Regions from separate parts of the Mus musculus genome. Here regions 2, 3, 4, 5, 6 and 7 are each linked to region 1. Evidence: chromatin contacts called from public Hi-C, HiChIP or PLAC-seq, Micro-C and promoter capture Hi-C data. All regions are on one chromosome and are shown on one strand. Each heading gives the region's core, a stretch centred on a gene start, on an enhancer-like site or on the middle of the called end of the contact. The rest is flanking DNA. Distances are from core to core; before and after follow the strand shown.

Region 1 (3,581 bases), core at 343-2,842:
TTACGAGAGGCTCGGATCATGGAGAAGTGCTCTGCGGCAGAGATGATCTCCCTCCGAGCCATAGCCACATCCTCCTTCCTGCCCGTCACAACAAAGACAGGCTCCTCCCCGCGAACTGGGGTCTTGATGTAAGTGTTGGTCTTCGCCCTCAAAGCTTTGATTTTACAACCTGGAAGCCAGGGTTCAAGGGAGGGAGTAGGAGAAATAGAGAAAGAGACACGCCCATTATCCCAGGATAACCGCGGAGACCCGGGACAGCCCGCGCCCAAGGCAGCTGGGCAGCAGAACACGCGACCAGAGAAAGGGGGCGTCTCCCTCGCTGACCCCGAACCGCGCTAGGAGCTGGACCGCCGGTTCTGTCCTCGAAACGCTCGAGGAATAAATAGCCCATTGGCTGCCTGGCCCTCCCCCGGTAACTGCAGTCGTCCCAAGCAAAGCGCAGAACCCCAGAAAAGTCATCTAGGGGGATGCTGCTGGTATCCAACTGAGCACACTGATTGCCTTGAAGACCAGGGGCTCCCGGGAAGCCGCGATCCCTAGACTCTGGAGGACTAGGGGTGGGGTTAAGAGAATGGCAGTCCTGGGACCCATTGTTCCTTCCCTGGACTCTATTCCATTCCGCTTTGCAGAAATCCCGAATCCTCATCCCTTCGGACGACCCCCCCCCATACTGCCCCCTCCCAAAGGACCACCAGAGGTCCCCTCCCCCAGTATATTATATTTTAAACATCTTTCCTAGAGTGGACTAAGTCTGGAGCACTAGAGGAAAAGGCAGTGATTTTAGCAGGAGAAAGTGCATCCCGCCGCGGCACTGGCGCCGCTGTGGAAGACAGCCTGCCTGCACTTTCTTTGTCTAGTGCGCCGGCCCATCGCGCGGCTCTTCCTCCCTCCCCAAGGCTCCCCCGCGCCACAGCTCCCGTTCCTGCACCCGCCCTCACAGTGAGGCGGTGGCGGAGATCCTACACACCCCTCCGGTCCCCATCCCTGCCGGACCCACCTTGCCTCCCTACGATCTCCGCGACGTGTTCGGAACTGGGTACCGGCACGCACTCGGTCATGTTCACGCTCTTCTTGCGCGGTTCGCTGTCGTACAAAGAGGCGCCCTCATCACTGTCCAGTCCCAACAGGGAGAGCTGATCGAGCGCAAGCTGCAGGGCTCTTTGGTCATCCAGAGTCTCTCCCCCGCCGCTGCCACCGCCGCCTCCCCCGCCGCCGCCTCCCCCGCCGCCGCCGCTGCCGTTGCGCTCCAGGTCTGCAAACAGCGAGCTGGGCATCGCTCCGCCGTGCGCGCCGCGCCCCAGCCGGCTCTCTGCTCGGCAGCTAGAAGGTGCAGCCACAAAGGCAGCCGGGAAGCCGGCAGTCAGGGGCGGGGAGGCCGGTCGGCTGCGGAGGGCTCCGTGGCTCGTTTTTCGGCGCTCGGAGGAGTGGGTCTCTGCGTGCAATCCGCACCGGGCAGTGGCTGCAAGAGCCCCCGCCTGGGTCCCCACCCCAGATCTGCTGGCGGTTGGGGTGGGGGCAGAGCTCGAGCGGCGGCCGCGCGTGCCCCCCGAGTGCCCGGCTGGCTGGCCACAATGCCGAGCGCAAAGCGAACAGGCGAGCGACAGCAGCGTTTCTTTAAGGAGCCCCTCCCCGGCTCCTCCACTCCCTCCCTCCCTCCCTCCCGCCCGCCCTCACTCAGCGCTTTTTCCTCCTCTCCTACCCGCCTCTTGACTGAGCCTCTGCAGCCAGACGGCTCCGGAGGGGGACGAGGGAGGCGCAACGTCACCGGCGGGAGCTGACACTACAATGCTACTGACACTATCGCTGGGGGAGGCGATTGGCGCGCGCCAGGCCGGGGGCGGGCGGAGGCCGGGGCTGAGAGAGCGGAGCCAGCGCCACCCCCATCGAGCTCGCCGCAGCCCGCCCCGGCCTCCTCCCGGCCGCGCCCCTCCCCCGCCGCCGCCGCGAACGCCTCTCTTTGTTGTCTAATGCGGGACCGGCTGGCTCGGGACATTTATATGTACCTATCAGCCGAGGACAACCACTGTCCTCAAGTCTCTTTCCTCTCCAGGTTGAGAAGAAAAGGCGCCCAACTGTGATGCCAGCCGCCAAGCTCCAAAGAGCGGTCCTTCTAAAGTCCCGTTACTGCCCCCAAATAAAGCATCCCTGGAGCCGACGCGACCACTAGGTGGACGGTATACTGTACAAGGTATCTGTACCACAGGGCGGCCCAACCCTGGGACGCGGAACCAAAGGCTCGAGATCCTGGGCCCCATTGGTATTGTGACTGCTGGGCGCGAGCTGCCCACCTGCGCGGGAGCGCACGCCACACAAAAGACACGCCCGCCCACACTGCCACTCGCGCGCGCGCTCACATTTCCGTCCCCTTGGGTAGCACTTTGCCCAAGTGGCCCTGAAAGAACGAATGCCAAAACCAGAAACCGGTTGCAGAAAGGGCCCGACCCGCACCGCTGCAGGTGACCTCTAGGGTCCCGCACATGCCTGGCGCGCGGACTGAGACCCCGCGGGCTCCCACACGCGCACGAGCGCCGCGCGCCCACTGCCGGGACGCCAGCCCTACACTGCCCGGGAACAGTGAGGGCGTGCGCGCCCGCCGCTCCCAGGCCCGCCCCTCCCTGCGGTCAGGCATGCGCAGTGCCTGAGAGGAGCCCAGAGCGCGCCGGCCCCGCCCTCCGCCCAGCCCGGCCCCGCCGGGAGGTGTGTGGTCGGGCCTGGCGCTCTTTGTGCGCTTCTCGGGTTGGGGGAGGCGGCGGAGGAAGGGTGCGACAGGACTAGCGGGCGGCCAAGGCGAACTGCGCCCCCTCCTGGCTTCTCCACCGATAGCCTCCGAGCGCAAGCGAAAAGAAAGGAGGTTTTGAGGGGCGGGCCGGGGCGGGGTTCGGGCCTCGGCGCATCTCCCTCCTGCGAGAGGAGGACGCCCCTTCCCTGCTCAAAGCGCATCCGCTTCTCCGTCCTTTGTTCCCGGAGCCCGCCTGTTTATCCGCGCCCCTGCGCCCTGCAGGCTAGTAGTCCAGGCTTTCCCTAATCCTGTTAAGGTCTGCCGGGAGAGACGCCTCCTGGTGATTCCGAGGCGACTTGTGTACACCGCAGACTGGTTTACTGGAGAACCCCTTCCCCGCTGGGGGCGACCCTGGGGACCTGGGGCAGATCTGAGGGACCCAGAAAAAAGGGATCACCCCGCACCTCGGCTTTTATCCACAATACCTCCCCTGCCCAATGCCTGGGTGGTTAAAAGTGACAATGGTTGGCAGTGCACTTGGGAGCGGACTGTTCTGCCAGCGCCTGCACTTCCAAGCGTGCGAAGGTGATCCCAAGCTCCAAACTCACCTGGAGCTGTCTCGGGGCAGAGGTGCTGATTATTTCCCTAGGGAAATGAGGCTGAGGTGCGGCTTTACTGTGGCTATTTCCTCAGGATGTTTACGTCAGCTTCCCCAAGCTGGCTGTGTTTTTCTTCAAAGAATCAGTTCTATAAGGGGCGGGAGTGGACGGGGTGGGGGTGGGGGTAAGAAAATGGTGGTGCAGAGAGAGTTCGCTGACCAGTAGAGAATTCCTGCTTATGAACTCGGAGTCAAATTGGTTTG
Region 2 (4,018 bases), core at 1,129-3,628, 980 kb before region 1:
TCCATATATAACAGTCATCACCTAATTTGTCCATGTTCTGTGACTCTAACAAAATGCTGGAGACTGGGTAATTTAATAAAGAAAAGAGATTTAATTTGCTTATAGCTCTGGAGATCCAAGGGTGTGCTGCAGGCACCAGCTAGATTTGAGTGGAGACCTCATGGTGGATGTATCAAACTGATGAAGAATGTGTGTGTGTGTGTGTGTGTGTGTGTGTGTGTGTGAGATCTTGATAAACTAGGAGACTTGAGAGCAGGGAATGGTCAATAATGATCTCCTATGAGGTTCTGTCTCTTAAAGATCCCATGAGTTCTAACTCTACTATAGTGGAAATCAAGTTTCTAAACCAAGAATCTTTGAAAAGCACATTCAAGCTGTAACTACACCATAGTAACCATGATGTCATGGGACACTTTAACTACTGAAAGAGCTGCTAAGCAGAGAAAAAGAAAAAACTGGGCAGAGATTAGAAGCAAAGTGTCTCTGTACACAGCTATATGGATATTTGTCATCCTCTATCTATTAGGTCAGAATGATCTCAAAATCAACATATGTCAAGCATGTCTCTTGATCAGGATACACAAAAGAACCTTCAGAGCATGGGCATAGAAGGGTAGAAAGTGTTCTTATGGAGTTGAAGAATATTCACGTGAAATAAAAATCAGACAAAACATGTTAGCTCAAAACTGACAATTTCCCTATTGAATCTAGCTTCTCTGTGTTTTTCCTGCCTGTAAGGGAAAGTTTAAATAGTAGAGAGCTGACTGTAGAAAAAAAAGTCCTTTTGGTGTTCAAAGGAGAGAAAGAGGGACAAGAGGTGAAATTTGAGGACCTTGGCCAACTTTCATACTCCCACATTGTCCCCAGCCATCATAGGAGTTTGGATGTTGGGCGGGTGGAGTGGAGGGAAGAGATCAAGCAGACGCCGACACAGGTATGACAGGATCTTGGTATGTGAGGCATTCTGCAATATCTTGGGCTTGGCCTGGAGAACATCCCAGATCTTTAAATTCCTTTCCAGGCCCCCAAAGCCAGCACTGTATGGAACACCTGGTCATATCTACAAGGTATGACAATGTTCCAAAGTTCTCACTGTAGAAGAAAACTTTAATAACGTTTGAAGTATGAGCAAAATAAGCTTATGAAGGATTTAAGAATGAAATTGTGCCGGGCAGTGGTGGCACATGCCTTTAATTCCAGCACTTGGGAGGCAGAGGTAGGCGGATCTATGAGTTCGAGGCCAGCCTTGTCTACAGAGTGAGTTCCAGGGCAGCCCGGGCTACACAGAGAAACCCTGTCTCGAAAAACAAAAACAAAAACAGAAACAGAAACAGAAACAGAAACAGAAAAGAAAGAGAGAGAGAGAAAGAGAGAGAGAGAGAGAAAAGAAAGAAAGAAAGAAAGAAAGAAAGAAAGAAAGAAAGAAAGAAAGAAAGAAAGACAGAAGAGGAATGAAATTGTTGCTGGCCATGATGTTGCATGCCTTCACACCCAACAATGAAGAGGCAGAGGCAGGTGGATCTCTGTGAGTTCCAAGTAGAGTTGGTCTACATAGCAAGTTCAAGGTCAACCATTAATATTCAGTGAGACACTGTCTTAAAGAGAAAATAAAAGAAAAAGAAAAGAAAGAAAGAGGGAAAGAGGACTCAATGATTTATATTTTATTTACATGTTGAAGTTGTTCGCTTAAAACAAATCTTTAAAATAAAATTGTATTTCATGTATCTGGGTGTCTTGCCTGCATGTATGTCTGTGTCTGTGCACTGCGTATGGGTAATACCTATGGAGGCCAGAGAAGGACATCAGATCCCCTAGAACTGGAGTTATGAATTGTTCTAAGTCACCATGCGAATGCTGGAAACCAAACTCGAGTCCCCTGGAAGAGCATCCAATGCTTTTAACAGCTGAGTCATCTTTCTAGCCTCTAGAATAAAACTTAAACTGGCCCCCTTGCAGATACCAAACGTTGACCAAATACCCAAACCAACCATTTAGTATATGACTGAAAATGCTCAAACATGAAACAAGTGGGCCTGGGGATTTAAACCAGATCTGAGTTCAACCCTGAATGCTGTGGCATATACCTATAACTCTAGCATGAGGGAGATGGAGACCAAAGGATCTCTGGGCCTTGTTAGGCAGCCAGTTCAGCTGAATTAATAGGCTACGGGTTCATTAAGGCCCTTTCTTGTATAAAAGCTCATGTTCTTTGTAAGTTTGCACAGTTTATTTCTTTATATTCAGAAATAGTTAGGGCTCGGTATTGCAATGAGTCTGTGTAAGGAAATGGCCTCCTGCCCTTCACCATTGAGGTATGCTGAGGGCTGTGTGTGGAGCCTGTGCAGACAGTGTTCAGTTCTGAGATGGGAGGAGGGGCAGGGAGTTGCTTATTAATCACTCCTCAGGACTTTGAACTTTACAACTCTGTAATTACTGCTAAGACTTTATATTTGGACTTTCTGTTTCATTGGCGTGTGTTTCCTTTCTGTTTGTTTTATGACTGAGTTTGTCTGGAAGTTTGTTTTAAGAGCCCTGAAGGCCAAGTTTGTTTATTACTATGCCTGCTAGGTGTGTAGTTTTTTGTAAATGTGACCCCAAAGGGCTATGAATCCCAATGGCCTAATCTCAGTCAGGCCTGAACCCTTCTTTACTTGTTCCCCAAAAGCTCTTCAGAGCAAATCCTAGGTATGAGTTAAGGGGTTTCTTGGGCTTGGAAAGGCAGCTTCAGTAGAGGAAATGGAACCAATTAGCTTAAGGCTGAGCAGAGGCAAAAGAGAAAGAGGAGGTAAGGACCCTGGGGAGGAGGGAAAGGAGGAGGGAAGGGAGGAGGACTGAAGTAGAAGGGTAGTCACAGGGCATTAGTCTCTCCTTTTTTCTCTCCCCGCTTCCTCTCCCTTCCCCCACCCACTTCTTCCCGTGCCCCTCCTGCTCTCTCTGTGTGTATATATGTGTGCATGTGTCTCCCTCCAGCCACATTTACAGTTTCCTCTACTTCCTGCCCATTTTCTTCCTTGCTTTGAAGCGTCAGCAACCCAGACTTGGTGGACAGAGGCATCTGTCCAGGAGTGAAATAATGGATGGTCCTTGTCCTACCAGTTATGCCTCCTGGCCTATCTCCCTAGATGAAGCTTACTGGAGGCCCTGGGACCTGGGGGCTTCCTCCTCTTTGTGCATAACTGGAAGAGGACCGTTCAATCTGAAACACAGTCATTTTCCTTCCCTAGCTAGACTTGACAATTGGGCAGCACAAAGAGAACTCAAGAGAGAGGGAGGGATCTGCTGCTCCTTTGAAAAGATGCACTCAGCCACAGAATGCCCAGCTGCTGCCCAACGAGGGCAGGGAATCCTGGTAAGCCAGACCAGGGCTTTCGTAAATGCCAGGCCCTTCATTAGTTGTATGTGATACATGTGATAAATGTTAGCCTGTTAAAAGCTCTGAGATGATTTATAATAAAACTACATTCAATATCACCTAAGTTTAACAGAGGAATTAAAAAAATACCTATTAACATCTCATGGGGGTCTTCATATTTTGTGAAACCCAGGTTGAATAGTGTAGCTCTGAAATGTTTTTTGAGACAAGGTCTCACTCTGCAGCTTTGTCTGACTTGGAACTCACAATGAAGACTAGGCTAGCTTCAATCTCATTGAGACCTACTGAGGCACCTCCCACCTTGTGCCTTAGGGTAGGTAACCTATTCACTTGGAGGTTTGAGAGTGAGGGAGGCAGAGAACCCAGGGAGTTGGAGATTTCTGAAGTAATGGAAGTGACAAGTAGGGCACTCTCTTCCTATGAATGAACTAGACAATCACAATACAAGACTGTAGTCAAGCAGTCACCAGTTAGAGTGGGACAAGGAGATTTCTCAGGTAAGATCCTTCAGGAACCTAAAAGGAGACCAAGGGAGAGCCTTTCTAGGTCAGGGTGACTTTGGATGATCTCTTAGAGGATCTTCATGTGTTACTGTGATAGGATATCATGTAGCTCAGACAGGGTTTGCACTTACTTGTAGTCAAA
Region 3 (3,660 bases), core at 22-2,521, 840 kb before region 1:
CATCTGTATGTATATCTGTTCACCCCTTGTGTGGTTGATGCTGGCAGAGGCCTGAAGGGGAGAATATTGGATCACCTGGAACTGGAGTTGTAGACAGTTGTGAGGCACCATGTGGGTGCTAGGAATTCAACCTTGATCTCTGTAAAAGCAGCCAGTGCTTTTAATTGGTGAGCTTTCTTGCCAGTGCCTCAACTTCTTTATTCTTTTGAGACAGGGTCTCTCACTGAACTTGGAGCTAGAATGGTGGCTAAGCTCCCAGCAATCCTTCTGTCTCTATCCCTCCCCCCAAATGCTGGGATTAGAGGTGAACACATGGCCATGCCTGGCATTTCCCTTTAGTGCTAAGATGCATGCTCAGGCCCTCATGCTTGCCCAGAAAGTATTCTTACGCACTGAGCCATCTCCTCCATCTTGCCTACCGCTTTTAAAAACTAAATAGCTCAGTTTTTGTTTGGGGGATTTTACTTTTTCTCAGAAACTTTTTGTTATGCTTTAATTTCTATTTCTTTTACTTAGGGTTTGCCAAGTTAAATGAGTTTATGGTTTAATGTCTCTCAACCAATGTCATGTGAAGTATTAGATAGATAGATACATAGACAGAGGATAGATGGATAGATAGATATATAATAGATAAGAGATAGGTGATGGAAGATAGACAGATGACACAGGTCTCTTCATTATGGAAATTTGTTGCATGCATACACTTGTCACTGTGTCACATTTTGTTTTAAGCTCTCATTAGTATCTTCCACACCTTTGTGTTGCCATCTGGGTATTTTTCAAAACTATGCCCCAGCTCTGTTCCCTTGCCTTCAGTCCTCTCTAAACACCCTGTTCAGCCTGTTAACTTCTGGGTATTAATTTATTCAGTTCTTTTTTTGAGCCTGCTGAGAAATTTTCTGTTTCTCCTCTGAACTTCTAATCACTTCCTTGATGTCTTTAAAGCACAAAGCCTGTCGAATTTTCATTGTGTGCTGTGCCCACTGTGCAGTTTGCAGTGTGTGCAGGCCTGGCTTTCATGTGTGTGGTTCTCCTGGCTTTCTCTAATCATGGCATGCTCCGGGGAGCTTTGTTTCCATTGAACTGTTTTCTCTGATGGCTCCTATGTCCCATCACTTTCTCTGTGGGTGTTTTGTAGGCACAGTCTGTGCTGGTGCCTTCACAGAAGATTCAAATTTGCTTTGGTGGGGTAGCTGGGGTATCATTAGCCTGGAGCAGAATTAACCAAATTCTTGTCTGGAGGGTTGCGAGTCCATGTGGCATGAATTAGGCTAAAGCGCCTGCAAGTGCTCACTGGTAGTTGTCAATTCTCCGGGGACTCCCTGCTTCCATTCAGGGCTGTATCCGGACTATAATTTCCTTTCACTACCTCAGGATGGCATGGATCCACTCTACTCCATATTTAAAATAAGGAGATAATCCTTTGAATCATCCTCTTGATACAAAGAGAATGTCCTGTTAGGCTCTGGTCTTAGGAAGGAGCTGAGATCTCTCTTGCTCTGTAGTATCCCATTAGATTACAAACAGCAACGTCCAAATTCAGCCACTCATCGAATAAGCTCAGAGCCACAGAAGACTCCGGGCAAAGAAGCTGCTCCACAGCCTTTAGTGCAGCCACCAGCTGCTGCCTATGCATGATGGTGGTGCCTTTCCGTAGACAGGGTTCTATCCCATTTAAAACAGTTAAACAGTTACCTGGCTTTAGCTGAAGGAACACAGTCAGTGGTCACCAAACCAGGGAAAGCATGATCCTCCCCTGTCCTTTAATGTCCCACCTACCAGTGTTTCCTGTTTTACAAGTGTGGTGATGGGCACCTTTCTACCAACATCCACATGTGTTTTATACAATTATTTCCTACAATAATATCTGAGAATGTGGAGAGACAGAGTTGAGAATCATTTGGGAAGTGGTTGATATTCCTTGGAGACTGGATACTAGGATTCTTGATGGCCATCACAGATAGGATGTGATCTTGCTATGAAACACAGGCTAGTCTTGAACTCATGGGTGGTTTTAAAAACATCTGCCTTAGACTCCTGAATTCTAGGACTGTAGGCACATACCACTATGGCTCACTTTGAATGGTTTTATTATACAGGTCATATATCATATAATTAAGTGAATAATATTCTGTGGTTTCAGCAGCATGTCTGTAGAATTGTACAATCATCACTGCTAACTTTAAAACCATTTACCACCTCAAAAGAAACCCCATAGGTTTTAGAAATTCCCCAAAGCCCACCCTCTGTCACACCCCCGTTTCCCATAAGACCATGAGCTTCAGAGACTATGATCATACTTACTCTATTCCTATCAGCATAGTTCTGGACATCTCATAAATGGAGTCACACATAAGTGATATTTTCCACTGATTTACTTTGATTACTATGACACTTCCAGTCATCTTATTGCAGACTGTATTATCGCTTAATCACTTGTAGTTGACACATAATATTATAATGTATGCATATACCAAGCTACCTATCTGTCACTTAATCAACGCTGAGTACTTTTCTATTTTTGGATACTATGAATACTTCCTCTTTAAACATTTGTGTGAAATTTTACATGGGTGTATGTTTTCAGTTTTTTAAAGTATACCTAGGAGTGAAATAATACTGTATTCATTTTTTTGACAAATTATTCTGTATATAGTAGTACATGCCTTTAGTCTTATCACTGAGGCAGGGGCAGGGGCAGGTAAATTGCTCTGCCAGCTTGTTCTACATAGTGAGTCACAGGACATGCAGAGTCACAAAAAGAGAACCTATCTTGAAAATTCACAACAAAACATTTTTTTTGAGAAATCTTCAGCCTGTTTTCTAAATCAGTTTCATTGCCTTACATTTTTACCTTTAGTGTGAGACTCAAAATTTTCGTGTATATGTATGGTTATATATGTACGTGTTCACACATGTGGAGATTCTTGTGTATGTGTATGCAGGCCCACCTGTTTGCACACTCATGTACAGGCTAGGGGTTAGCTTGGGGTGTTATTTTTCAGGTGCCACCTACCTCATTTTTATGTATTAAAATATTTTAATATGCAAATGAAACAACTAACTAGTAGACATGAAGAGGCTATTAGAGTTGTTCTCATTTATTAAAACACTGGAATGAATTTGAAGAACTTAGTCATCCCATTTCCATTCCCAATACTGTGATATCTCCATGATTCTAATGTAGATGGATGAAGGCTGAAAGCCCACACAGTCTGCCTGAGTTTTGCATGATATAAGTAGTTTTATCTGCAGTTTTTACTGACAGGCCCAGTGGTAGTGAAACAATGTAATCTATCATTGCAGGTGAATTTATCTTTTGATGGCTTTCTTCTTTTGATTTTATTATAAAATTACTTTATTGCAGTGAACTCTAAAATAAAAATATCTCGCAGCTAGATTAGAGTAGCCACTCAAAGACCTGTTCAGTTCCTAACTCTACTCATCTCGGTGAACCCTTAGAATGGCCATTCTGAAACTGTGGCTCTTGGATTAGGATTTTATATGTTCACTATCAACTGCATCTTTATACACTTAGTCATCACCTGACCCCTCCCCTCCACAGAAACTATGATGGAGTTGAAAATAGAAAAAAAAGTATTAGCTTTATATCTTCTCCCACAACTCTTGTGCCCATTTACCTGTATTCTGTACTTTCCC
Region 4 (3,715 bases), core at 360-2,859, 790 kb before region 1:
TCCCTGCAGTGCAGGTGCGGAGCCACAGCCTTCTGAGAGGGAAGGCAGCACACACAGTCCCAGCCTGTCCCCAGGGGAGGAGCAAGAGCCGTGCCCAGGGGTCCCATCCAGGCCTCAGCAGGAGAGCCCACCCCTTCCTGAGAGCTTGGAAAGAGAGAGCCACCCACCACTGAGACTGAAGAAATCTTTTGAGATTTTGGTGAGAAAGCCGACATCCTCCAAACCCAAGCCTCCACCCAGAAAATACTTTAAAAATGACAGCGAGCCTCAGAAGAAACTGGAGGAGAAAGAGAAGGTCACAGACCCTTCTGGGCACACCTTGCCCACCTGCAGCCAGGTAGGAGGGTGTGCTCAGTGGGACGTGTGTCCCCTGCAACATGCAAAGCTGCTGCCCTTGAGCATTAGAAATGTCTGCAGGCTTCCTGTACTCTGGCATAGAGAAGCACTCTCTTTAAGCTCACTGTGCAGAGACATATGAAGCTTCGCAGAACCAAACCGGAAGTTCCGGGCCTGCCAACTGTTGGCAGTAACACTCGCGGGTCACATGGCTCACGCGCTGGTGTATCAGCAGCAGGGTTACTTTGTGGTGGGGAGGCTGAGTCCAGGAATCTGAGATGCTCTGCTAACCACAAGTAGTCACCCCAATAGCTAAAGCAGAGGGAGAATGATTGCTTGTGGGAGTACAAGATGTTCGCGAGAAATTAACTTTGCCTTCTGGAGGTGGGGAGACTCGGAAACCATCCTCTCTAAGTCTAGGTGTCCTTAGCTGCTACTTTGGGCTTTTTGAGTGGCTCCCTCTACAGGCTGTTGTGAGACTTAGATCTTCCCTTCCGTATATTGAAGACTCCAGCACCATAACTTCTCTTGGAGCTTCTTCCTCTAGCTTTACACCCAAAGGATGGTAGGTAGACAGGAAGGCAGCTGCTGAAACTTGAGCCCTTTCAACAAAGGACACTGTTTTAGGGTTTCTATTACTGTGAAGAGCCACCAAGACCATGGCAACTCTTATAAAGGACGTTTAATTGGACTTACAATTTCAGAGGTTTAATCTATTACTGTCATTGTGGAAAACATGACATCAGGTAGGCAGACATGGTTCTGGAGGGGCTTTGTTTTACATCTTGATCTACAGGCAGAAGGAGACTGCCACACTGGGCATAGCTTGAGCATATAAGACCTCAAAGCCCGCCTCCACAGTGACATACTTCCTCCAACAAAGCCACAACTACTCTAACAAAGCCACACTCCCTACTAGTGCCAGTGCCTATTGGCCAAGCACTTAAACACACAACTCTATGAGGGCTGTCCCTACTCAAACCACCATAGGCATTATGCTAGATATGTTCACGCACGTTGTTTTAGTTCATCCTTCCCCGGGTCTGAGGGTGAGATTCCCAGTTTCACAGAAGAAGAACTTACTTAAGTTTGTGTTGCTGAGGCGTGCAGTGAAGGCTGCTAGGGGTGAAGTAAGGCCTCTGGAAATCCCCTAGAAGAAAGCAGGAGATTTGTCAAACTGCCCATTGACAAGCTTCAGTGAGGTGGATGGGGAAGGAAATTCTTGAGTTCCTTGGTGAAGACACAGTGAAGGAGGAGCTGTGTTACCAAACAGGAAGTACAGACTTTCAGGCAGCTGAACGTGCCGGGCTGACTAGCAACCAGAGAGGGCGGGGTATCCTGTGAATGTGTTTCCCTGACTCCCCCTTCAGCAAACACTTCATTTGGATCTGAGGCAGAATCTAGAAGGCAAACCAGAAGGAAATGTTGAAAGGGTAGACATTTTGCTTTCCTCCTGCAGACCCAGGAAAGGAGAACAGGTGCCTTGATGAATCTCTTTGGCTTCCTGATTGGGTGGGGCCACATGTCGGGCAAGGAGCATTGCCAAGTAAGACAGCCAGGGGAGGAAGCAGGTGTTCTGTAGGGAAGGCCAGGCAAGGAGCCAAGGTATTTAAGACAGCACACAGACAAATATAAACACATGTATGTGCGAGCATGTGCACTCTCTCTCTCTCTCTCTCTCTCTCTCTCTCTCTCTCTCTCTCTCTCTCTCTCTCTCTCTATCTCTCTCTCTGATTTCTCTGTTCAGCATCCCACATCTTGAGCAATCTGCCCTGCCTTTGGCTTCCTTCCCTGTTCACACCAGCAATATGGTCCACACTAACACAAAGGCCGTTCTGTGGCTGCTCTTTTGTCCTCTCTGCATCATCCCACATGGCCAGTAGACCCTTCTGTAACTTATTCACTCAACCAACAGAGCATTGTTGTGCTGGCAGAGAGATCACAAAGACAGGCTTCTAGTCTGACAGAAAACAGGAAGCAGTTGACCTTCTACACCATTCTTAACAGCCTTGGCCACTCCCAGACCTTTCTCAATGGATCTTATTGCCTGTGATTCCATTTTCAACCCTTCTTCTCTCTCCCTTTTCTCCCTCTTCCCTTCTTTTTTCCTACCTTCTTCTCTTGTTTCTGTCTGTAGTCTTTTCTCTCTAGGGTCCTAAGACCCTTCTCAAGCAGATATGTACGACAGGTTACATTTAATGTAACTGAAGGTAACCCAATTTCCTGTACCCAAATGACCTTCAAGATACTTCCCATGAACCTGGAGAGATGACTCAGGATCACTGGCTGCTCTTCTAAAAGATCCAAGCTCCATTCCCGCACTTACACGGAGGCTAGTAATCACCGGTAACTCCAGTTCCTGTGGATCTGATGCCCAATCCGGCCTCTGTGGGAGCTCTGTGGGCACCCACACTGTCTTAAAATACCACTCACATTTAAGAAAATGATTTTGTATTCTCTGATTAGTCCCCATCTCTCATCCTCTTGCCTTACCTCCTCCCTCTCCCCTCATTCACCAAGTGCTGAGCCAGGGAACATTTGCCTGAATAAATTTTGTGTAGAAATCAAATTAAGTTTGGGATTAATTTAAAAGACCTTTTCCAAAGATAATGCAACGTAAGAGGTGTTGATTAAAAGGTAAAATGTGGGTTCTGAGAAGACAACTAATCAATAAAGGAGCTCCAGAGAACCATAAGGTCCTGGCCCAGTCCAAGAACCCACATCAAAAACAACATCACAAGACCAACATGGAAAGGCAGAGGCAGGCAAATCCCTGGGGCTGGTAGCCAGCCAGCTTTGCCTATTTGGGGCACTCTGAACCAGCGAGTGACCATCTCAAAACACAGGTATGTAGTTTCTGAGGAACAACACCTGAAGTCCCTTTGGCCTCTACACCCATATACTCACAGGAACAAGGACACATACATACAAGTACACATGAGGAAGAAAAAGGAGAGAAAAAGGAAGAGAAGAGAAGAGGAGAGGAGAGGAGAAGAGAAGAGAAGAGAAGAGAAGAGAAGAGAAGAGAAGAGAAGAAAGGGATAGCCACAAAATGGAATATTTCTCTGCTCTAAAGAAAAGTTAAATAAAAAAAATCAGAAAAAAAGTTTTTTCAGGAAAACAGATGACATAGAATGTATACTATTAACCCAAGCCATAGAGTCTCAGAAGTAAAGCACATGTTTATATGAGAGCATGTTGGATTTAGCCAATACTATATATACACATGTAAACAAATGTGTTGATATATCACACAAAGACAGAAAGAGGAAAGCTGAGTATAAGGGACAAGGAAGGATTGGATGCAGGTGGTGAGAACAAGTTGGAAAGGGGATGGAAAGTTGTAGTGATCATGTGATCGTGGATTTTTCTGCTTTGA
Region 5 (3,629 bases), core at 48-2,547, 880 kb after region 1:
GGCAACTTCATGCCTGCAAGGAAAAGTACCACCAGGTAGACCCAGAACAGGCACCTGGGGGAAATCCAGGTGTCCAGTTTCCGGACCCCGTGCAGCACAGATGCCCACACTTTTTTTTCTGTCATGTGTCCTGTTCTCACCTTTCCCCCCTCTGAAGCCTGTTGTCAGCACGTGGGGTAACTGGCATCCTGTCTTCTGTTTGCAACTCTTTCTTTGTCCCGGCATCTCTGATTTGTGCAGGACTGTGTTCCCTTTTCAAGGACGCCCACCAGCAGCGAAGCAGGTGCAACAAATTGGGGGAAAAAAAAAGAAAAAAAAAAAAAAAAAAAAGAAACAGGACCTGCCACTCCAAGTCTAGGCTCTCTTACTTCTAAAAAGGACAGACCCAAAAAGCCAAACACTTTGGCCTCTCTTCAGGTCTCAGGTCCCGCCCTGCCCAAGAGCTATATAGTAAAACCTGGTTCTGTTTCACACCAGCTGTGGACAATCTTCCCCTGTTCTTAGGGCCGAAGGATTCTTTTTCTTTGTCCTCAGGCCCCGGAAAGCAGGTTCTCCTGGCGAGCCCCTCCCCATCGGCTCCCAGGGGACGAAACTCTTGTTTGATTTATCACTTCATCTCCGTGTCTCCTTAGAACCTAGTTAAGTCTAATCCCGCTTTCCAACTCTGAGAGCGAAGTCACCTGTCCCAGGCAAGCGGTAACACCGGGACTTTAACACAGAGCACACAAGAGACCGGGGTGTTTGAGTTCCCAATCAAGCCTCCACGACCCGACCCAAGTCCCCACATCTGTGGAAATAAAAAGTTCCCGGTGGGGGCGGGGGCAGTGCAGCCTTCTGCCTGGTCCACACCGGGACCCGAGGCGCCTCCGGGGGAGGCGAGGGAGGCTGCATCAGCCCGAGAGAGCAGAGCCAGGGAACTTCAGAGAGCGTTTCGCCCTCGCCGGGGAGAGGCAAACACCGACACGTCTGTCTCCTTCTCAACAAGTGCCTTCAAGCCCGCCGGGGGCAGACACCTCCGCGCCCGCGGCCGCCGAGGTCTCCGCTGTGCGCGGGGGGCCGCGGCCTGGCCTCAACCGAGGCGACTCTGCGTGGCCTCCCCACACCCCCTCGAGCGTCGCCCGCAGCCCCCGGCGGCCGGAGTAGGGGCGCGGGGCGGGGCGAGCGGAGGGGCGGACCCCGGGGCGCGGGGCGGACGCGAGGGTGCACGAGGGGCGCAAGGGCCGGCGCGGTCACCCGGCGCCGCGGGGAGCCGCCCACTTCTCCTGCGCAGGGGGGGCGGGGGTGGCCCAGACGGCCAGAGCGTGGATGCGGCGGTCGCCGAGCCGGGGCGGACGCGGAGCGGCCCGGGCAGGGGACGCGCGCCGGGAAGGCCGGCTCCGCAGCGGCTGCAGGATGGCTGAGGTAAGCGGTCGCGCGGGCGACGGGCGCGGGGCCGCCCTACGAGGGCCACCTGCTCGTCGTCGGCGCCGTGTGTGCGTCCCGGGAGGCCGAACTGCAGTTCCTCGCAGCCTGTGCCCGGTCGCAGCGAGGTGACCCGTGAGCGGCGCCCCGTTTCTCTTACACCCCAGAGCCCCTGTCCAACCGCTGTTGGCGCAGGGACGTCCATCTGTCTGGTATTTCAAGCCGTGACCTTCGGTCATCCCGGGAGGAGAGTCGCGGAGACGCCCGAGGGGCGTGGAGGGGGCGCCGGTCCCCTGAGGGACAAATCCTTGCTTTTTTAAAAGGGAAGAGACAAAAGACCAAAAGCGCCGCAAACCGTCAGCTTAGTTAGACGTGTCTGAAGAGGACGGATGCTCGCAGTTGAACCGCGCTGAAGGAGTGCGTTGGTTTGCCGGCGTTCCGCCTGGCTTGTCGAGCGTGGGACAGTGAGGGGTGTTCGTGCCCTCCGGTCGCTCAGGGACTTGGAGGAGCGCATCCGGATGCTGATGGGGAAGCCAGAGGGCCAAGGTCCAGTCTCTTTGGAGATGGTTTACCTGAGAGTGACAGGAAGGGATCCTGGCAATGCAGAGGTGAGGTGCTTAGTGGCCCAGTGACTGTCCACCCCGCAGCGGGGTTCCAGCCGGGCGTACCCCAGCATCCGCTTCGGGTGTCCGCTGTCCACGGGCGCTGCTTCCCCAGGGGAGCCCCTTAACCCTACTGGCCTCACGACTTCGGATAAACTCCTGGGGATTTGTCAGCCAGATGTGACAAGATTGGAGAGGCAAGTGAGAGAGATCTGATATCAATCAGTACATAGCTCGGAGCCAAACTTTCTCAAATGCGGTGTAGAAACATGTTCTTCTCGTTTAAGGCATCTCTTTGTGGCTGTGGGGCTGCCACCAGCCTGAGTTTGACAGTTAAATGGAATGCCAACTAGCAGCCTTAATTGTATGAGTGAAGTTGTATGCAGTGCGGGGGGGGGGGGGAAGATCAGACACTCTGGGGTTCGGTAATGTCCCCTAGTTTTATGGCTAGGCTCACCGCAGACCTCTGAAGATGAGGGCATTTAAATCGGGCCAGACGCCTGGTCACAGCCAGGCCTCTGCTGTTAACACTTAAGGGGCTTGAAAGAGGCCCCACTGGTGTCCTGGGAATCCCTGTCAGAGTGTGTGTGTGAGAGAGAGAGAGAGAGAGAGAGAGAGAGAGAGAGAGAGAGAGAGAGAGAGAGAGAGAGAGAGAGAGAGAACCTGTTACTGCATGGAAACACAGAACAGATATATCAACAATAAGAAGTAAATTTTTCTTATTAAAGCAACAAGATTTTGGTGTGACAGTATAGGTGAACTGAAAAACAGCATTTTGGCAAATCTTTTTTGGCAGTCTGTTTTTACTTGCTCGTTGTCTTCACTGTGCTGTTAGATTTCATGGGATCTTTTCGAATTTAACAGAGGTTTAGTTTACAAATTGATGTTTGTGCGTTAAAACTTTTGTTAAGTAGTGAAACATGTAACTTTCTCATTCGCCCCTCCCCAAATTTGTTGATGCATATTATTATACCTTTCTTAAAATTGTATGCATCAAAGTGTAATTTTGCACATTACTTCAAGTGTTACAATTTGTGCTGTATTTTATTTTTCTTTTAAAATAGATACAGACAGCTGCCCTTCTTTCTCTGGAGAATTTTAATAACTGTTCTTTTTAGCATACTTTCAGATAGTTAAAAAATATGACTCATTATCTTATTTATTGTTGCAAGTTCACAAACTTCAGTTTTACAGAAACTGTAACTGTCTCCACTCAGGTGTTGACTGTGTTCTGTTGTAGCTGAATCCTCAGACACTTTGATGGACTCTTTTAAGGTGTGAGCTCCTCAGAGTTTGAGAACTCAGATTGTGTTCAGACAGCTGCATAACTTAATTTGTACTCTCATGTCCACCCATGCAGACTGGTAAGGATTCCCTGGAGCTCTGTCTGTCACAGAGAAAATGGTTACTAGTTTGAATAACCTGCCCATGAATATTTCCTAGGATACACACACACACACACACACCAGTGATCCAGTGATCTGTGCACCTGGGTTGGAATTCACATAAGAAATCTTAGCTCACATAAATCCATTGCCTTAGAAATATATGGTTTATACAGAGGATGATTTGGTTTTTATGACCTTTCCCCTAGAAGAAGTTAGACCTGTATCCCAGGCCCATACT
Region 6 (3,730 bases), core at 1,195-3,694, 940 kb before region 1:
TGGTGACACTCACACAGGAACAGGTACACACCCGTACACCACCACACTCACAAAGAGCTGTGCGTTGAAAGTCTTCAGCTTCCCTTTGGTGATGCCTCCCTGGAGATGCTGCTCTCCTATTACCTCATGTTTGTTATATAAAGGCCCACTTGATGAATTTCTCCTTGAAGACAGCGCCAGGAAAATTTTCTCTTTGCAGTTCGATTCCAAAGCCGTTGTACAATGAAAAGTGTATGCGCCAGCACATTTCCCTTTCATCCAGGAAAGGCAGAGATAAATCCAGCACTCAACTGTAGTAAACAACTCATCCCAGGTGCCCCGAGACACACTGAGCTGTTTTCACTCTGGCTGTTCTTCTAGCTACACTGGGCCTTTGGTGTTTTCTTAAACTCTTTTGGGAAATAGCGAGGTATAAATTTTTTCTGAACAAACCCATGCATAGAAACACATATGCTTGGCATGGATGAGCAACTCTGTCTGCTGCTGCTGAGGCTGCTGCTGCTGCTTTCTTCTTTCATTTTTAATGTGGAGACAAGGTCTCACAATATAGCCGGGGCTGTCCTGGAATTCCCAATGTACATCAGGCTGGCCTCAAACTCTCGGATATCTTCCTGCCTCTACCCTGCCTCCCCGGAGTGCAGGGTTTAAGGGATGTGCCACCATGCGCTAACCCTTTTTACAGTCACCTCTACCACAACCATGGCCCAGGCTGAGTGCCAGGCAATGGGTGTAGTGAGGAAATGGTTCTGGCCATAAATGAATCAGTTGGTCTGTTGAGGGTTCTGGCTGGTATGTAAAGAGCTTGAATTTCAGGTTGTGCCACAAACCTGACAACAGGAGTGGGAAAGATGGCTTAGCAGTGAAAAGCACTAGCTGCTCTTCTAGAGGACCAGGATTCAGTTCCCAGCTCCCACAGGGTGGGTTACAACCCTCTGTAACTCCAGGCCTAGGTAACTGTATCACTTTCTTCTGGCTTCCACAGGTACCAGGCACACACATGGAAGCAGGCAAAATACTCCTACACATAAAATAAAATAACATTAAACCTTAATTAATTAAAACCAGAGAGCCGTGAAGAGCAGAAGGCTGAGGAGTCCAGTAGAGAGGAGATTGATTCTGCCATGATCTGTCAGAACGGCGCTGGCTTCTTAGAGAGAGATTTCAGGATTTGCTAGGAAGGATGGAAAGGATTTCAGCAGCCGAGCTTCTCCGACAGAGAAAACAGTTCAAATGAGGGTTTGTAGGGGAACAAAGAATTCGCCCTCTGCATTTGGAAAGAGCATTAAGAGTTGAGTTTCTTACAACACAGGAAGCATTTGCTTGAGGCTAAGGATTCCCGCGCTTGTGTTGAACAAAGTTAAGAGAGAGGCAGGCTAGCAGGTTCCCTTTTTTGGAACAGGTAACCAGGCTACAGAGCTGTTAAGTAACAGAAAATCAGGTCTCCCCTGGCAATCTTGTACTTAACTTTGTGACTTTAAGGTTTGAGACAGGGCCTAGGGACTGACGCTTCCTCTTGGAAGTAGGAAGCAAAGTTTGGGATTTCTTTTTTTTTTCTTTCTTTTGCTGAATGGGTGGATGAGGGTGTCAGAGAGGAGGAAGGGAGGATCCCCCCAGTACCATTTTAGGCTGTTTCCCTTAGCAACCCCACGGATGGATTTCCGTGCAGCCTCTTTCCCTTCCCGGTTCCTTTTCTGTTTTCCAAGGGGAACAATGAGGGAGTGAGGGATAAGCGGTGATGTTTATCTTTCCAGCTCAGACCTTTCAACTGCTGGAATCCCCCAGGGCTGGGGAAGGGTGGGTGGAGTCACTTCCCACTGTTGCCAAGGGTGGGAGACCAGTCCCTCCTGCTGGGGCAGGGGGTGCGTGGCTTCCTCATAAATAGGAAATGTATCTCCCAAATTGGAGTCATCAAGGACTTATCTCCAGCCGCAGACACCAGAGAGGAGCCCTGCCCTATCCTTTATTCCGAAGAGAGAAGCCTGCCAGCGGGGAGAGGAGAGGGTCACTCGAGAGAACCAGCCCGGAGAGCTGCGCTGTCATTCAAGTGTCAAAGGAGACATCTTCCTGCCAGACTTCCCACACTGGCCTCTGCCCCTCCTGGAACACTTTATTCAGGAATGGGAGGAGCACTGGTTCCTTGTAGAATAGAGAGTCAAGGGGAATTTTGGTCCATTCCTTGGCATGAGTACAAAATTCTGAGCCGAATATCTACTTGCTTAGAAACTGCTCATATCTGAGCAGCAAGCTCTTTACTGACCCAGCCACCTTCCCAACCTGGGATCTTCTAAAAACACCTACCATTGCCAGGTATTTATTTCCAGGCTTTAAACTTGCCTTTGTGTATTCCTTAGGTTCCCAATTTTTTGTCCTTCCCAAAGACAGTGGTTCCTCTTTTCACTTCCTCAAACCGAGGGCTGGTTGAGCCAGTCCGAACTACCCAGTCAGTAACTTGATACCAGTTTAATGTGTTTGAGGAAGTAGCTTGGGGGGATACTTAGTTCTGTGGGCTTTGTTTTGTACCAGGTCATGCTAATTTTCCCCAAGGAACTTCTGATCCATCCGGGTTCCCTGCAGAAGTTATAACAGTGAGGAGGAGGAGGAGGAGGAGGAGGAGGAGGAGGAGGAGGAGGAGGAGGAGGAGGAGGAGGAGGAAGTGGAAGCAGCACTGGGTTAGAGGCAGACACATGTGCTGTTCTGCCAAATATTCTACTTTTAATTTTTACCTAGCACTGATGGTGGTATGAAGTCTTGGTGGTCTCAGAGGTGATTCTGGGGACTCTGGGCAACAGTAACTTGCTAGCCCATGGCCACACATTCATAATGGAAGAGCCAGGAACTACTGGTCCTCTCGCAGATCCCCCTGGAGCTGTCCCCTGATCTTTCTCAGTGCCTCTGCTTGTCCTTGCTTCTTCTGGCAGGGATGCTGTGGGATGCTGATTAATGAGCAGTGGCACCCTCCGAAGCTCAGCGTGGAGACAATGACTGGATCGGTTCCAGGAATCTGAAGTATGCACCTGACCAACTGACCTCACTGTGTTGTTGTAGGCCACACCAAGGCTCCCTTCCTTGGCAAAAGGTTTTGTAGCTCTGCAGGCACACTTGGGGGCGGCAAGTACCATCTGGAACACTAGGGTGAGACTGGCATCCCATTGCTACTGAGTCTCGCCATGCTCCCGAACTGAGCCAACAAATGACTCTGCCACATGGCAGGAGAAGTGTGCCAAGAAGTCCAGGTTTATTTAGCACAAGTAATAATGGGCCTACAATATTCGCACACAGGGAAAGGATCAGGAAGACTGGCTGTGATCTCCCTGAGTTGATGGGTTAGAACTGGGTCAGAGAAAGTGTTGAGATGCGGCCAAGTTCAGGTTTTCTAGGCCAGTAGCTGTACAAGATCTCTTGCAGGAAACTTAGAGGAAGGTGATCCATACTGTACTATAAAAACTCAATCAGAAAATTGGGTCCCAGCAATTTGATAGATTTTTTTTTTTTTGATTGCTGAGGACAGGGACAGGCTTTCGTCCTTGGTAGAAAAACACAAGGGACCCTGGCATAGTTTACAGATATCTCAAGACCCAGGGCTTAAATCGTAAGACAGGAGATGGGGTTGCTGGTGAGATGGCTCAGCGGATAAGAGCACCGACTGCTCTTCTGGAGGTCCTGAGTTCAAATCTCAGCAACCGCATAGTGGCTCACAACGATCCATAATGAGATCTGAAGACAGCTACAG
Region 7 (3,851 bases), core at 646-3,145, 640 kb before region 1:
CAGTATAGCGGAATGCCAGGGTGAGGAAGTGGGAGTGGGTAGGTTGGTGAACAGGGGGAGGGGGAGGGGATAGGGGATTTTCAGAGGGGAAACCAGGTAAGGGGATAACATTTGAAATTTAAATAAAGAAAATATCTAATAACAAAAAGATTGTAAAAAACAAAACAAAACAGAACAAAAATCTCACAATGAAAACTACAATGTGTCACACAATATACCCTTTTGTCCAGCTTCACTTGGAAATGTTCATTGCAATGAGTCATTGGTCTGGATTGAGAACTCTGTCTTCTGCTATACTTTCAACACTGGAAGCTCAATGGGACGTCTCTTGGATATTCATCACTTGTGCAGGATTGGCCCTCTCACATGTTCTAGTAGTTCATAGCTAGGGTAGATGCTGGGATGGGTTAACTCAAATCCTGGATCTGGGCCGGGGTGTTAGCTGACTTGGAGTGTCCACACCAATAGGGCCAGTTCTCCCACTTTGCCAAGGCAAGTGTTGGGGCCAGCTCACTTCCACTTTGCCATGGGCTGCTAGGGGCAGGTTTGGGTATCTCTCTTGTTCATGCCACTGCATGGCTGGAAGGGGGCTATCTCTGTTCATCTACATGGCCCAGGTGACACCCCAGACATGGCTTTTGGTAGTAACATAGGCCATAGACATCAACACAGACCCTGGATGCTACATGGCTACAGATTTAGATATGGCCCTCAGTGGTAGCATGTGGTGGGGCTTCACCATGACCTCAGGTAGCAGTGCAGGCTACTCACATCAGGCTGTTCCTCATCACCCTCAAGTCTCCAGTTCCACGTCCTTTAGTAGTGTACAACCTGTACCCCTTCTCATTCTTTCCCATCTCTCCATCACGTATTTGCCCATGGTAGTGTTTTTACCCACGTGTGCCTCATTAGCAATGATATCTTCTTTTGAAAGGTAAGCTGGTTAAATATTTGTCTAAACGAGATTCCAAATGAAATAAATCTGTGGACAAAAGTAAACACAGCACAGAAAACCAAAACAAACAAAACAACAACAACAACAACAACAACAACAACAACAGCAACAGCAATCCCCCCCCCCCCAACAACAACAAAAAAAAACCCCTGTAATTCAACATAGAGTCGTTCAGTCTCAGGGTAGAACCACCACCACAACCAACTAGAGAGATTAGCAAGTGGGCCAAACACAGCCGTACATGATGAGTCAGCTGTGAGGCTCCACTCTGCGGATACTGCCCTTCTTCTGGGCTAAGATACAACTCTGGGAGTCACAGCAACTCATACCATGGGCAGTCTTCTCAAAGCAAGAAGATATAGGCCCACTGGCACTTGTGTTTGCTTCTGGCTCTATTGAAGGACAAATTTCTCAAGAAACAAGCCCAGCAACTGTCCTGTGTCTCCCATTCATCCTAAGCCTCTTGTTTCTCTTCCTCTTCCGACTCACTACCTATTTATTTGCTTCCTGCCATGCCTGGCCCAGTATGGGTGAGACCTATAGGGAGAAGAATTATTTTTAATAAAAGAAAGCCAGACAAGAAACAATGATGAGGCAGATGAGGGAGATGGAAGTGTAGATTGTGACATTTCAGCAACAAGTGAAGACTATCAGTACAGCTCATGAGATATTTTGGATTGAGGCTTAAAGAAAGATAAACTTTGCTTTATCAGGTGCTGGCTAGCTAGGACGGAGTTAGTAAGATTCAGTTCTGATTAGGCAGCACACAGAAGCTGTGGTCCAGAGGGGTCCAAGCTGCATCTCGAGCTGGCAGTTGATCTAGGTAATGTGCAAATCTCCCAGTTGGTACTGGTTTTGGCAGAATTAAAGCTGCAGCATTGAAGAGGTCTGGTAGAAAAGCTGAGGTTTGGCACTGCAAGAAGCCAAGAGAGACATTAGTGATGATTCAGCCTCTGTTGCAGTGGAGAGCCCAGAATCTGGGACATGTTTGCCTGTCCTATGGACAAGTAGTGGCCATTAGATGACTAATCTTGGTTGTAAACTTTACAGACCTGGGAAAGATCCGCTGAGAAAATGTCCTCATCAGTGGGTGTGTGGGCAAGTCTGTGGGCACTATCTTCATTTATTTTGAGGTGGGTGGGCACAAATAGCCTGAGTGGGTTTTTTTTTCTAGGTCATGTTAAAAAGTTGGCCAAGCCCCAGCAGGGGCAAAAAGCCAGTAGGCACCATTCCCATGGTCTCTTAGCTCTGCCTTGGCTTCTCTTGATCATGGGCTGTAAATTGGTAGATGCAATAAACTCTTTTCTCCCAGAAAATTAAAAAAAAAGACCATATTGTTTATATCTTGTATGTGAAATGTTCCTCATAGGCTTGGATATTGAAAGCTTGGTCTCAGTTGGTGGTGATATTTCTAGAAGTGTGGGGAAACTTTAGGGAGTAAGGATTAACTGAAAAAGTGGGTTGCTGAGGATGCACTTTTGGAGGCTGTACCCGGCCTCCACACCTTTCGTCCTCTGTTTCCTGTCTACCATGAAATGAGCAATCTCTGTTACACACTACTCCCACCATTCATCTTAGTACCTGTCCAGCGCATGGAGCCAAGACACCATGGGTTGAACCCTCTGGAATTGTGAGCAAAAGAAATGTTTCTTAAGTTGCTTCTATCAGGTGTTTTGGACACAGTAGCAAGAAAAGTAACAGATACAAATTCCATGTGAAGTGTTTATATTATAGACATTTAGAAAAAAAACTGGCTCAGAAATAGTATAAACACTGATCATTTGGGCCTCCTAAAATTAAAGACGATTTAATAAAAAGAAAAGAATAGAAAGATTCAAATGGAATAACTTAAAACCTACAATCAAGAGTTCTTAGGTAATTTAATATTATGTGTGTTTTAATATTATGTCCCATTCACTGCATAAGACACATAGCATGACTTGTCTGAATTGGAGAAAAGATAAACATTTCATGTTTATGTGCATATGTGTATACTTATGTGTGTGTACATGTGTTGACCAGAGATCAACCTTGGCTGTCGTTCCTCAGGCAATGGCCTCCTGCTTTCTTAAGGTAGTGTCTCTCATTGGCCTGGAAGCTTACCAAGTAGCCCAAGCTGACTGGTCACGGCCTGAGGGATCTGCCTGTCTTTGACTCCTCAACACGAAGATCATAAGGATGCCCAACTATAACCTGATTTTTAAAACCTGGGTTCTAAGACTCAGATTCTGGGTTTCATGCTCGCAAGACAGGCCCTATGCCAACTGAGCTGTCTCCTCGGCCTCTGTATGCTTTAATTTACCATATTTCAGAGTGCACAGTTTAAAGACAAAAGTTCTTTAAATAATTAGCCAGACTACCACTGTCAGCCTGCAGTTATTGCTGCTCCTCCAACTCCACATGCACTATTGAAAATGTCTCTTTATCTACACATAGGCAGTTTGATCTATTCAAACCCAAGTCAAAAACACAGTTTACAAACATCTGTTTGGAGCATCATCTGATTGTGTTTTGCTCTATAGATCTCCACCTTCCGGGTGCTTAGTGTCCTCTGACGTTTATTGGAGGGGCAGTGTATCTCACCCTGCATAGTCTCCATGGTCTTAGCTGTCCTTTCTGAACTCCCAAATGCTGCGTTTCCTGAACCTTATAGTTAGTTCCAAGGGGTCAATGAATTTGAGGTGTGAGTTGTTAGCAAGAATTCTTCCACTGGTGATCATGATCTAGATGTGTAATTTTTCTAATAGAGATAGCAAACAGATGATCTTCAAAAACGTATTATTTGAAATAATTCTGTCAAAATTAAAACCTTTACTCACCCTGAGATGAACTTTGTAGAGTGGAGATAGCTGCTTGAGGGAAAGCTGTCTTTGCCTCCTCCTGACTTACCCACCCT

What was found. Promoter capture Hi-C pulls out the DNA fragments that hold promoters and counts their contacts. A called contact is a pair of places that touch in the nucleus more often than the background predicts. HiChIP or PLAC-seq counts read pairs in DNA pulled down with a chosen protein or histone mark.
Region 2: a contact with region 1 is called in an H3K4me3 HiChIP or PLAC-seq map of embryonic limb bud, with 2.4 times the contacts expected there. The contact joins the enhancer-like site here to the promoter of Mex3b in region 1. A contact is called at or near these places in 7 of 39 promoter capture datasets (the 3T3-L1 cell line, cranial neural crest, embryonic stem cells and 3 more) and 8 of 115 datasets of contacts at active chromatin or transcription factors (astrocytes, embryonic forebrain, embryonic limb bud and 5 more).
Region 3: a contact with region 1 is called in an H3K4me3 HiChIP or PLAC-seq map of embryonic limb bud, with 3 times the contacts expected there. The contact joins the enhancer-like site here to the promoter of Mex3b in region 1. A contact is called at or near these places in 3 of 39 promoter capture datasets (the C10 cell line, hippocampal neurons and liver), 5 of 115 datasets of contacts at active chromatin or transcription factors (astrocytes, craniofacial prominence, embryonic forebrain and 2 more) and 1 of 9 other capture datasets (adipose tissue).
Region 4: a Hi-C map of CD8 T cells shows a contact between it and region 1, with 3 times the contacts expected there. The contact joins the enhancer-like site here to the promoter of Mex3b in region 1. A contact is called at or near these places in 12 of 39 promoter capture datasets (the 3T3-L1 cell line, the C10 cell line, the HPC-7 cell line and 7 more), 1 of 15 datasets of contacts at CTCF or cohesin (large pre-B cells), 15 of 484 Hi-C or Micro-C datasets (B cells, CD4 T cells, CD8 T cells and 7 more), 23 of 115 datasets of contacts at active chromatin or transcription factors (the HPC-7 cell line, T-cell acute lymphoblastic leukemia, acute myeloid leukemia and 19 more) and 3 of 9 other capture datasets (embryonic stem cells, liver and macrophages).
Region 5: a promoter capture Hi-C map of embryonic stem cells shows a contact between it and region 1, with 12 read pairs. The contact joins the promoter of Bnc1 here to the promoter of Mex3b in region 1. A contact is called at or near these places in 3 of 39 promoter capture datasets (cranial neural crest and embryonic stem cells) and 3 of 484 Hi-C or Micro-C datasets (all in embryonic stem cells).
Region 6: a contact with region 1 is called in an H3K4me3 HiChIP or PLAC-seq map of forebrain, with 9 times the contacts expected there. The contact joins the enhancer-like site here to the promoter of Mex3b in region 1. A contact is called at or near these places in 13 of 39 promoter capture datasets (the 3T3-L1 cell line, the C10 cell line, the HPC-7 cell line and 8 more), 7 of 484 Hi-C or Micro-C datasets (cerebellar granule neurons, cerebellum, cortical neurons and 3 more), 16 of 115 datasets of contacts at active chromatin or transcription factors (T-cell acute lymphoblastic leukemia, astrocytes, bone marrow-derived macrophages and 9 more) and 4 of 9 other capture datasets (adipose tissue, embryonic stem cells, embryonic tail and 1 more).
Region 7: a contact with region 1 is called in a Micro-C map of muscle stem cells, with 10 times the contacts expected there. The contact joins the enhancer-like site here to the promoter of Mex3b in region 1. A contact is called at or near these places in 15 of 39 promoter capture datasets (the 3T3-L1 cell line, 3T3-L1-derived adipocytes, the C10 cell line and 10 more), 2 of 15 datasets of contacts at CTCF or cohesin (the NIH/3T3 cell line and large pre-B cells), 21 of 484 Hi-C or Micro-C datasets (Sertoli cells, cardiomyocytes, cerebellar granule neurons and 15 more), 22 of 115 datasets of contacts at active chromatin or transcription factors (SST interneurons, acute myeloid leukemia, bone marrow-derived macrophages and 16 more) and 1 of 9 other capture datasets (embryonic stem cells).

What each region holds. Positions count from the first base shown.
Region 1 is chr7:82,865,344-82,868,924 of GRCm38.p6, reverse strand. Mex3b (mex3 RNA binding family member B) reads right to left here and starts at 1,592. Exons shown (of 2, transcript NM_175366.3): 1 at 998-1,592; 2 at 1-169. The coding sequence starts at 1,274. It overlaps Gm36584 (a long non-coding RNA gene), which reads left to right and starts at 1,629. Exons shown (of 5, transcript XR_003946820.1): 1 at 1,629-3,383.
Region 2 is chr7:83,846,246-83,850,263 of GRCm38.p6, reverse strand. No RefSeq gene overlaps it. Among named protein-coding and RNA genes, the nearest start is that of Gm39043, 34 kb to the right of the region's middle. Within about 2 kb of position 2,378, at least 38 of the 459 cell types and tissues checked have an H3K27ac peak or open chromatin away from gene starts, as enhancers often do. A contact at or near this core is called in embryonic limb bud and liver, where this site is marked.
Region 3 is chr7:83,701,157-83,704,816 of GRCm38.p6, reverse strand. The region is part of intron 2 of Il16 (interleukin 16); the gene reads left to right. Among named protein-coding and RNA genes, the nearest start is that of Il16, 29 kb to the left of the region's middle. Within about 2 kb of position 1,271, at least 9 of the 459 cell types and tissues checked have an H3K27ac peak or open chromatin away from gene starts, as enhancers often do. A contact at or near this core is called in craniofacial prominence and embryonic limb bud, where this site is marked.
Region 4 is chr7:83,657,420-83,661,134 of GRCm38.p6, reverse strand. Il16 (interleukin 16) reads left to right here. Exons shown (of 19, transcript NM_001360087.1): 12 at 1-337. Among named protein-coding and RNA genes, the nearest start is that of Stard5, 27 kb to the right of the region's middle. Within about 2 kb of position 1,609, at least 149 of the 459 cell types and tissues checked have an H3K27ac peak or open chromatin away from gene starts, as enhancers often do. A contact at or near this core is called in B cells, CD8 T cells, T-cell acute lymphoblastic leukemia and 16 more, where this site is marked.
Region 5 is chr7:81,989,967-81,993,595 of GRCm38.p6, reverse strand. Bnc1 (basonuclin 1) reads left to right here and starts at 1,297. Exons shown (of 5, transcript NM_007562.2): 1 at 1,297-1,401. The coding sequence starts at 1,306.
Region 6 is chr7:83,808,600-83,812,329 of GRCm38.p6, reverse strand. No RefSeq gene overlaps it. Among named protein-coding and RNA genes, the nearest start is that of Gm39043, 3.6 kb to the left of the region's middle. RefSeq lists an enhancer at 1-412. Within about 2 kb of position 2,444, at least 102 of the 459 cell types and tissues checked have an H3K27ac peak or open chromatin away from gene starts, as enhancers often do. A contact at or near this core is called in the HPC-7 cell line, adipose tissue, bone marrow-derived macrophages and 9 more, where this site is marked.
Region 7 is chr7:83,503,500-83,507,350 of GRCm38.p6, reverse strand. No RefSeq gene overlaps it. Among named protein-coding and RNA genes, the nearest start is that of Gm10610, 45 kb to the left of the region's middle. Within about 2 kb of position 1,895, at least 13 of the 459 cell types and tissues checked have an H3K27ac peak or open chromatin away from gene starts, as enhancers often do. A contact at or near this core is called in muscle stem cells, where this site is marked.